Regions from separate parts of the Gasterosteus aculeatus genome. Here region 2 is linked to region 1. A link is a contact called in public Hi-C data. All regions are on one chromosome and are shown on one strand. Each heading gives the region's core, a stretch centred on a gene start, on an enhancer-like site or on the middle of the called end of the contact. The rest is flanking DNA. Distances are from core to core; before and after follow the strand shown.

Region 1 (4,775 bases), core at 875-3,374:
CTTCACTTCCTGTCGACCTTTTGTTTGTTTAATTCCGTCCGTCCATCATCGCGCCGCAGCTCACACTGCCGCCATTGTGAGCCGAGTCAAGGAACACACTGACGACCTCTGTTCGCATCCTTTTCTTCCGGCCCTTCAGACGGGGGCGGGGCGGGTGGGGGGGGGGGGGCATAGGCCTCTCTTTGTACGTCCCGCCCGTATTGATGGAATCTGAAAGTAAGCAGATTTGAAACGGATATTAACAGTAGGCTCAAGGAACAATAGCGCAGAGAAGCACGGCGCAGGGGCCGAGGACAAATGTGTCCCTTCATGTCCGGGGCCCTTGTTCTGAGGACAGAGCGTGGGGGGGGTCAGAGGAGGGGCGCAAGGGGGAAGAAGGGGGGGGGGGGGGGGTGTATTCTCACACTGCGGATGGAAATGAGAATATCTGCACGCACAAAGACGTGTAAGTCAGACGCCACCACGATGACAGAGAGTCAAAGACACACATGACGCACGCACACAGACACACACACGGACACACAGAGACAAAGACACACGCACACAGACACTCACACCCACACGATGGTCTGCAGCTGGGGAGTCTGCGTCCTACATCTCTACCTGCAGCAGTGTGGGAGTGACCCGTTACAACGTAATGCATTATTGTAATAATTATTATTGAGGGTCGGCCAATAGCAAGTAAATAGTTGTAGCCACCAAACGTTGTGTAGAGAAAAATAGTCCCTATGTAGACCGCATGTAAACTACATTGGGTCTCCTTGCAAGATCTCCCACGACGTCATCCACTCACATCGCTCATGACCTTAATCGTCCCGAAGCAAAAGCTCCCATTGACTGAAAACGATCATTTGTGGGATTTCCGGTCTTTTTTCGGCGATGGACATAACTTTTCGCTCGTCAAAATTAAAGACGAAAATGTGGTGGTGAGTTGTAGATGATGTGCAGCTGCAAAGAGGATATCCACATCTTATGAAGCACCTGTTGAGACGACAGCGCTGCGGATGCTGACAAGCAAAGCTGAGCTACAGCTGGATGTGGAAGGTGAGATGCATCCTGTCACCTGTCGAGTCAGTTGCCTTCAGGTGAATGACAGACAGTTATTTTGTATTAAGTTAAGTATTAGCTAGACAGTTAGCTGCCATAAAAGTACCTTAAAAGTTAAGTTACTTTTATGTCGAGTAACTAATTACTTTTGATATACAGTAACTGGTAAGTAATTAAATTACCTTTAAATAAGTAACTAATTACTAGTTATTAGTAACACTGATCTACAGTGGTGTGTGCTCCATCCTTATGATCGTTAAGGGGAGATGTATAGTATATATATATATATATATATATATATATATACATATATACTATACAAGTAATTCAATTTGAAGTTTCTCTATTGAATGCTAAATGTAATTAGATTGAAAACTATGATTGAAACAGTTCAAATCTGAATCTGAAGCTGCACAATATCTTACAAAGGTTTACTCCTCGAAGTTTTCTTACCACTTAAAAAGTCCAATAACGCCTGAAAATATCTCCATGTTACATAAATACAGGAACACATGAGTCTGAGGAGAGGAAAAGTCCTCTGGTCCAATCAGAGCCCTTTCCTGCAGTGCAGATGTGCTGGAGAACACACCTGTCACAACACAGGTCAGCGGGGGTCACGGCTGCAGAGCCGGAACATGACGGAAACAAACACCATCTTCCCTGAGAGTAGCGGACAGGAAGTGACCACATGACCCTCCTCCACCGTGATGAAGATGATGATGGTCCTTCAGCGGATCTCTGAGGCTTTGGATCCTCCTGGTGCTGCAACTCCTCTCTGTTGTTGTGTCTGTCTCTCACACACACACACACACACACACACACACACACACACACACACACGGGGGCGTCCACCTGTTCTTGACCTCTTGATGTCTGCCTCCACTCGGTTGACCTTTGACCCCGGCCAATCAGAAAGTGAGGAACCTCTGAACCAACCTTGTGACCTGTGGACAGTGGAAGACTGTTGTTGTTCATGCGTGTGTGCAGTTTAACCCATAATCGTTACTTTCATATAGACATGTGAAATAATGTGTATACGTAATTGTGTACATGTCAACATGTGTATACATATATATGACATTTTCCTATTTGACCCATTTGTGTGATTGTTTTATTGTCCTAACAAACAACCAGACTGATCACCTGATGTGACCAGTCACTTCCTGCCCCCTGGTGGCGGCCTCTGGCACACGCGCACACAGTACATACGTACTACAATAACGCCTTTATGATTTTAGTTTACGGTTTTATATTGTGACATTTTAAAATGTATTAAAGCAATGAGGTACTTGAGGCTGTACTTTAACTTTAAGTTTAAATGTTCATGCACAACATTTCTGCATAGATATTTGACTTTACGGGGAGAAAGAAAGGGACGGCGCGGTTTGATTTTCAGGAAGTTTATTTCAGTACAAGTGTTTTTTAAAAACGCCTCACACTGTCTCTCCAAACGTCTCGTTGTTCTTGCAACCTCCGAGACAAGCAAGCGGGACATTTATATCTTCCGATGTGGCCAAAAGGATCAAACTCTGTGCCACACAACATTTCGAAGCAAACTACTTAAGACAAGTGGGGAACGAACGGCCACATAATAACCAATAATTAAACTTTGTACACGAGTAAAACCTGAATGGAAAGAGACAAAGAGGCTCGCGTAAAAGCAGCCATGAAAGAGCAGTGATCTGACAAATGAACCCAATGCCCAAACGGTAACCTCCTCCCCAGCCTCCGTGTTCTATCATACAAACAGCACATCACATACAAACCCAATGTGTTCTAATAAGGCAATATGTGGCAAAACAGAAACTCCACACAGCTAAAAAATAAAAAATCAAACAGCATTTTTGCCATGAAAAGAATCAGCTGTTAAGGCCTTTAAGAAAACCAGACTTGAGGAAACCAAGAACGTCCTCATTGATCCGGAGTCAGAATGAGAAGATGAACGAAAACAGGAACGTTCTGCTGCTGTGGGTTTGTGATGTGGGGCTTCGGGCTGTAACAACCAAACCAGGGGGGAGACCAGAGGGGGGTGCACTGACTTCACAGGTGGGCAGTAGCATAATGAGCTGGGACAGTACAGGTATAAAATACATTCATGAAGACGAGAGAAAGCAGAACACCAAACCGGCTCAAACCGAAACACAAAATATCAGTTAATGGACTACAGTACGGAGTCAGAACAACATGATTATCCCCAAATTCCTTTTTTTTGTGATCATACATTTACGTGCAACAGTCTCTTCTGTACATACAACTGGTACCACTAACTGGAGTTAAAAGGACAATCCTAATTGCAAAAAGAATTGCACGTTTTACCGGCGTTTCAGCGCGTGGTCGTCGCAGCGACAGAGTTTAAGAACCTCCGCACGAATACACGTGCAGCAGAGTTGAGATGCAATCTCACGGCATGAAAATATAAAATTAAAATCAACAGAGACATCTTTTTCCAGAAAAGTTGACAGAGGACTTTTAATCAACTGGATTACAGCAAATATATTGCTACTTTGGGGATTTTATTATTGAGTCATCACTCAAATGATTCAATTAGCAAGATTGACGAAACACCAACACTGGCCAATACGCTAGTTTTATGAAATAGAATATTTTTCTGCTTTGAATTGTTGTCGGACAAAACAAGGCAACTACGAGGGGGAGAAAAGCAGCTGATTAGATGAAGAAAATGTTTGTTTTGATGAACTCTGACATGGAAATGAAATGTCTTGTTCGTCATCAAGCTAATGTAGCATGCTACTGGCTAGCAGGCCTACTTTTAAAATGCATTTTTTTATGATAGCTTGATTTCTAGCCAACTAGGTGGCGCTCGTAGCTGACTCATGCTAGCACTAAACCAGATAACTAGCATGCTACTAGCTAGCTATACTTTCAAATGTATGTTTGTATTTGTTGGTCGCTTGACCTGGTTTGGCGCTCGTAGCTGGCTCGCGCTAGCACTAAACCAGATAACTAGCATGCTACTAGCTAGCTATACTTTCAAATGTATGTTTGTATTTGTTGGTCGCTTGATCTGGTTTGGCGCTCGTAGCTGGCTCGCGCTAGCACTAAACCAGATAACTAGCATGCTACTAGCTAGCTATACTTTCAAATGTATGTTTGTATTTGTTGGTCGCTTAATCTGGTTTGGCGCTCGTAGCTGGCTCGCGCTAGCACTAAACCAGATAACTAGCATGCTACTAGCTAGCTATACTTTCAAATGTATGTTTGTATTTGTTGGTCGCTTGACCTGGTTTGGCGCTCGTAGCTGGCTCGCGCTAGCACTAAACCAGATAACTAGCATGCTACTAGCTAGCTATACTTTCAAATGTATGTTTGTATTTGTTGGTCGCTTAATCTGGTTTGGCGCTCGTAGCTGGCTCGCGCTAGCACTAAACCAGATAACTAGCATGCTACTAGCTAGCTATACTTTCAAATGTATGTTTGTATTTGTTGGTCGCTTGACCTGGTTTGGCGCTCGTAGCTGGCTCGTGCTAGCATTAAACCAGATAACTAGCATGCTCCTGGTCAGCTTCCTAACAACTGCAACCGGCCGGCCGGCCTCGTACGTTAGTTAGCGAACGTCTCGGGCCAACAAATTTCTGGAAAAAGAAGTCGCTGTTAAGATATCGAGACACGTGTAAAAACCTCGGCGTCACCAGACACGACTACTGGCTACTTAAAAACACGGTGACGTGTGATTTTAATTGAGTTATCCCTTTAAATGATTTTTCTAG
Region 2 (4,312 bases), core at 662-3,161, 58 kb before region 1:
ATGCGTCTGGCACATTGACGCTGGAGCTGTTGGCTCCTCCCCCAATGGCGCTGGTTCTTGATACCTGAGGGGGGGGGCAGTGCCTCTTCTCATCATCCTTTAAGTCTGGCATCAAGTGGAGGTCCAGTGTCTCCGGATTGATGAGCCAACAATGTGTGGAAGTACCAAATAACATTGTGTACAGGAGGTACTTACAGTATTTTGTGTGATATTACTATATTAGTGTTTCTACGGTCACGTGCAACCATCGTTTTTTATCTGATCTCATCTGATAATCTTATTATGAAATATAACAAATTGAATATGGTCATATACAGGATAACTAGAAGTGACTTTTCACACGGGGATTGAATTTTTGTGGTTGTGACATTTCACAAAAAATAAAAAGCAGTGTCCGTATCTTTGGTAGAGATGTTTTCTGACTGTCTGTGGGGCCCAGAGCCCCGCGTTGGGAAGCTCTTAACATTTAATATTATAATGTACAATAATGTGTCTGTTCTGCTTATTGAGCAGCGTCTGATACAATAAGTCATACTTTTATCTGCAATATACTTCTTATTTGGTTATCAGTACTTATTACTACTTATCAGAAACAAAACAGACTTAACTGTTCACTTACTTCCTTTTCTGCTTATTTTTATCAACCATGTGAACATTTTCTGCTAAATACTTTACTCCAATAACATTTACATAGTTTAAGTAACTGTTTTAAGTTCTCCCAAAGCGACGCGCAGATAAGAGTCCTTCCAACAGGGCCTTTTACTTTGACAAGGTCCCCGTGACATGACTTCCTGTTGGGGGAAATCTCGTCCAGTGTCACACGAGTCGGCCTTTAACTGAGTGTTAGTGGGATATTAGCGGCTCCTTCTGTAGTTCCTGCTGTGGACCAGCAGATGGGGAAAGGAAACGTCTTACTGGGACGAGTGGTCACCAGCTGGCGGGGGGGGGCTGGGGGGGGGGGGGGGGACTCTCTGGGCAACACAAGTGGGATTTTGGGGTTTTCTGTAACGTTATATTCTCATTTTTTAAATATTTAATGAAACTCTAACAATGTTTCTGTGTAAGTAACACAGCCATAAACATTGAAATGTAGTTTTTTTATGTTAAAATGTTGTTTAGGACATTTGTATGACGTAAATAGTTTGAATAGAAAGCGTTGATATTTTTTAAAGCATAGAAACAGGTACTTTTATCAAAGTAAATACACACTAATCCCACAGTAAACCTAAATTAAATTATAATTAAAAATCCAAATGTTTATATATATAATATAATAAATGTAATAACAATAAGTTTGGTGGCTTTTTTTAAACCTTTTAGTTTAAAATGATAATTCTAAATTGGTGTTATTTAGTATCAAATTAACAGATTTTAGTTGTTGTTTTAGTTTTCATGTACTTTCTAATTCTTCAGTAAAACCCCAAAGTGATTATTATTTGATTTCAATCTTTTTATTTTACTTTTACTCTTTTAATTATTGTGTATTTTTCAACCTCAAAACTAAAACCTGATTTTAAAAAGCCTCTCCGAACATTTACATTTATGAAACATTTACATTTATGAAACATTTACATTTATGAAACATTTACAATGTTGCAGGTTTCTTTGCACGTCGTGTTGAATCGGCTTCCACACCAGTCGTCTGGATGCTGTGGTTGAAGTTTAAGGTTGATGTAAAGAGACGGGGGGGGCATCAACATACTGCGAGGGGGGGGGGGGGGGGCGGGGTTAGGGGAAGGACCAGAGGGGGGGGGGGGGGGGGGGGGGCATCAACATACTGCGGCGTTTTAGAAACGCGCCACACTGCTACAAGGATAAGTGACAGACACACACACACGCACACACACGCTCCCCCTCCCTGGGGGAGATGATTTCCTTCCCTGCGCGTCGTCCCCCTCGCGCCCCCTCTGCCTGCCCCCCCCCCCCCCCCCCTCCTCTCTGCTGCGCAGTGTAAACACAGTTTTCCAGAGGAATGTTGGACTCCCTGACCCCCGCTGCAGTTCACTCGGTTCAGCCTGGCCGCGCTGTGCTCCAGCATCATCAGCAGCCCCCCCCACCTCCCCTCAAGAGCCCCTCCGCTCTCTGTTACTCGCTCGCTCCTTCTCCTCCTTCTTTTATTTCTCTATTCTCCTCATCCCTCACCCCCCCCCCCCCCCCCCCCCACCCAACCCCCCCATTTCAGTTTGTGTAGTTCACCTTTCGTTCTGTTCTGATTCTCATTCTTCTTTACGGCTGCTTCAGTTTTTCTGACCAGATGGTTTAACAGAATATGTGATGTATTCTAATCCTGCACACACACCTTGCTCGGACGCCATTACGCCCCCCCTCCCTCTCATCGGGTCCCTGGAAACAAGATCTGTAGAGCCGGAGGCTTTAGTGTCTCTGCACAAGTGCACGTTTTGTTACCGAGGCGACAAGAGCCGCCTTGTTAATTCTTTCCTCTGTGACGGGGGCTGATTACTAATACATGCAGCCGGTCACTGCAGGTCGCTGGAGATGATGAACGTCTTGGAGGGGCCGTGTGTGTGTGTGTGTGTGTGTGTGTGTGTGTGTGTGTGTGTGTGTGTGTGTGTGTGTGTGTGTGTGTGTGTCTGTGTGTCTGTGTGTGCGTGTGTCTGTGTGTGTGTGTGTGTGTGTGTGTGTTGAGGGGCTCATGCTTGGCTGTTTTTATAGCAGGTAATTCAAAATTGTCTCTCACTCAAAGAACATTAGTGCACATTCTCCCATTGACGTCAACTCAAGTACTACCGTGCAGTAGTACTACAGTGTCCAAGTACTACTACAGCGTACAAGTACTACAATGTAGTACTACTGCAGTGTACAAGTACCACAGCATAGTAGTACTACAGTGTACAAGTACTACACTGTAGTACTACTGCAGTGTACAAGTACCAAAGCATAGTACAGTACAGTGTACAAGTACTACTACAGTGTACAAGTACTACAATGTACAAGTACTACAATGTAGTACAACTGCAGTGCACAAGTACCACAGCGGAGTAGTACTACAGTGTACAATTACTACAATGTAGTACTACTGCAGTGTACAAGTACCAAAGCATAGTACAGTACAGTGTACAAGTACTACTACAGTGTACAAGTACTACAATGTACAAGTACTAAAATGTAGTACTACTACAATGTAGTACTACTGCAGTGCACAAGTACCACAGCGGAGTAGTACTACAGTGTCGCAGCATCCTGAGGTGAAGAAACAGATCCACATTTGTACAGAATGCTGTTACTTTTACTGCTTGGTTTTCCTTTTTTACAGCTTTAACGTTAATACCTTATTCATTATTTATATTTCATTTTTAACATTTATGTTTTGGTTTGTGTAGTTTTTTAATTTAATTTTTTCTATTTCCCGAAAACCAATAAATAGGCCAATAAAGCCACGTGGAACTGATGTATTAACAATGGTGACCTATTGATCACTGACTGATTAACTGTTTAAGAGGACCTCCCCCCCGGTGGTCGTCTCCTCACATGTAACCGTGAATTATTAATTGTTATTATGGTTGGTTGGGACACACGTGTGATGCCAGTGAACGCGTGGCAGACCTCTGCTCGCTATCGATCTGATCCAGATCTCTGAGGGCCTCCGAAGGGCCTCTAAAAGCCTCTAGAAGGGCCTCCGAAGGGCTTCTGAAAGCCTCTAGAAGGGCCTCTAAAGGGCCTCTGAAAGCCTCTAGAAGGGCCTCCGAAGGGCTTCTGAAAGCCTCTAGAAGGGCCTCTAAAGGGCCTCTGAAAGCCTCTAGAAGGGCCTCCGAAGGGCTTCTGAAAGCCTCTAGAAGGGCCTCTAAAGGGCCTCTGAAAGCCTCTAGAAGGGCCTCTAAAGGGCCTCTGAAAGCCTCTAGAAGGGCCTCCGAAGGCCTCTGAAAGCCTCTAGAAAGCCTCCGAAGGGCCTCTAAAAGCCCTCAAAGGGGCTCTGAATGGCCCTTCCCAACAATTGCCGGGTCCCAAAAGGGATTTCTTTTCGGGTTCCCTTAATCTACCACTCTTCTTTATTCTCACGTTAACAAGAAGAACAACGAGTTCGTAGATGTTGTGACTTCAGAAGGGAGATGTGAAGAGAAGGATGATGGAGAGAGAGAAGAGCAGATGGCTGGAAATAAAACCTGCTAAATTATTCATCCAGACGGGTCGAAGACGGATCGTAGACGGACGCTTTGACATAGATGCCTCATCAAAGCGTCCGCCCCCCTGGGGGGCAGCTATTTGCTGGTGGATTCAGGGGAGGGGGGGGGGGGTTTGATGTCGATGTATGCAGGTATTCAAGGAGCAAAGTTTCCCACCATCACCTCCACAA

The links. Hi-C and Micro-C count contacts between places; a contact is called where the count stands out from the background.
Region 2: a Hi-C map of skeletal muscle shows a contact between it and region 1, with 8 times the contacts expected there. The contact joins two enhancer-like sites. A contact is called at or near these places in 5 of 6 Hi-C or Micro-C datasets (liver, skeletal muscle, tail fin and 1 more).

What each region holds. Positions count from the first base shown.
Region 1 is chr1:1,382,145-1,386,919 of fGasAcu3.hap1.1, reverse strand. It overlaps sorl1 (sortilin-related receptor, L(DLR class) A repeats containing), which reads right to left. Exons shown (of 48, transcript XM_078106644.1): 48 at 2,432-4,775. Among protein-coding and RNA genes, the nearest start is that of LOC144410355, 31 kb to the left of the region's middle. Within about 2 kb of position 2,124, at least 1 of the 9 cell types and tissues checked has open chromatin away from gene starts, as enhancers often do.
Region 2 is chr1:1,440,835-1,445,146 of fGasAcu3.hap1.1, reverse strand. All of the region lies in intron 2 of LOC144410353 (a long non-coding RNA gene), which reads left to right. Among protein-coding and RNA genes, the nearest start is that of LOC144410353, 13 kb to the left of the region's middle. Within about 2 kb of position 1,911, at least 8 of the 9 cell types and tissues checked have open chromatin away from gene starts, as enhancers often do.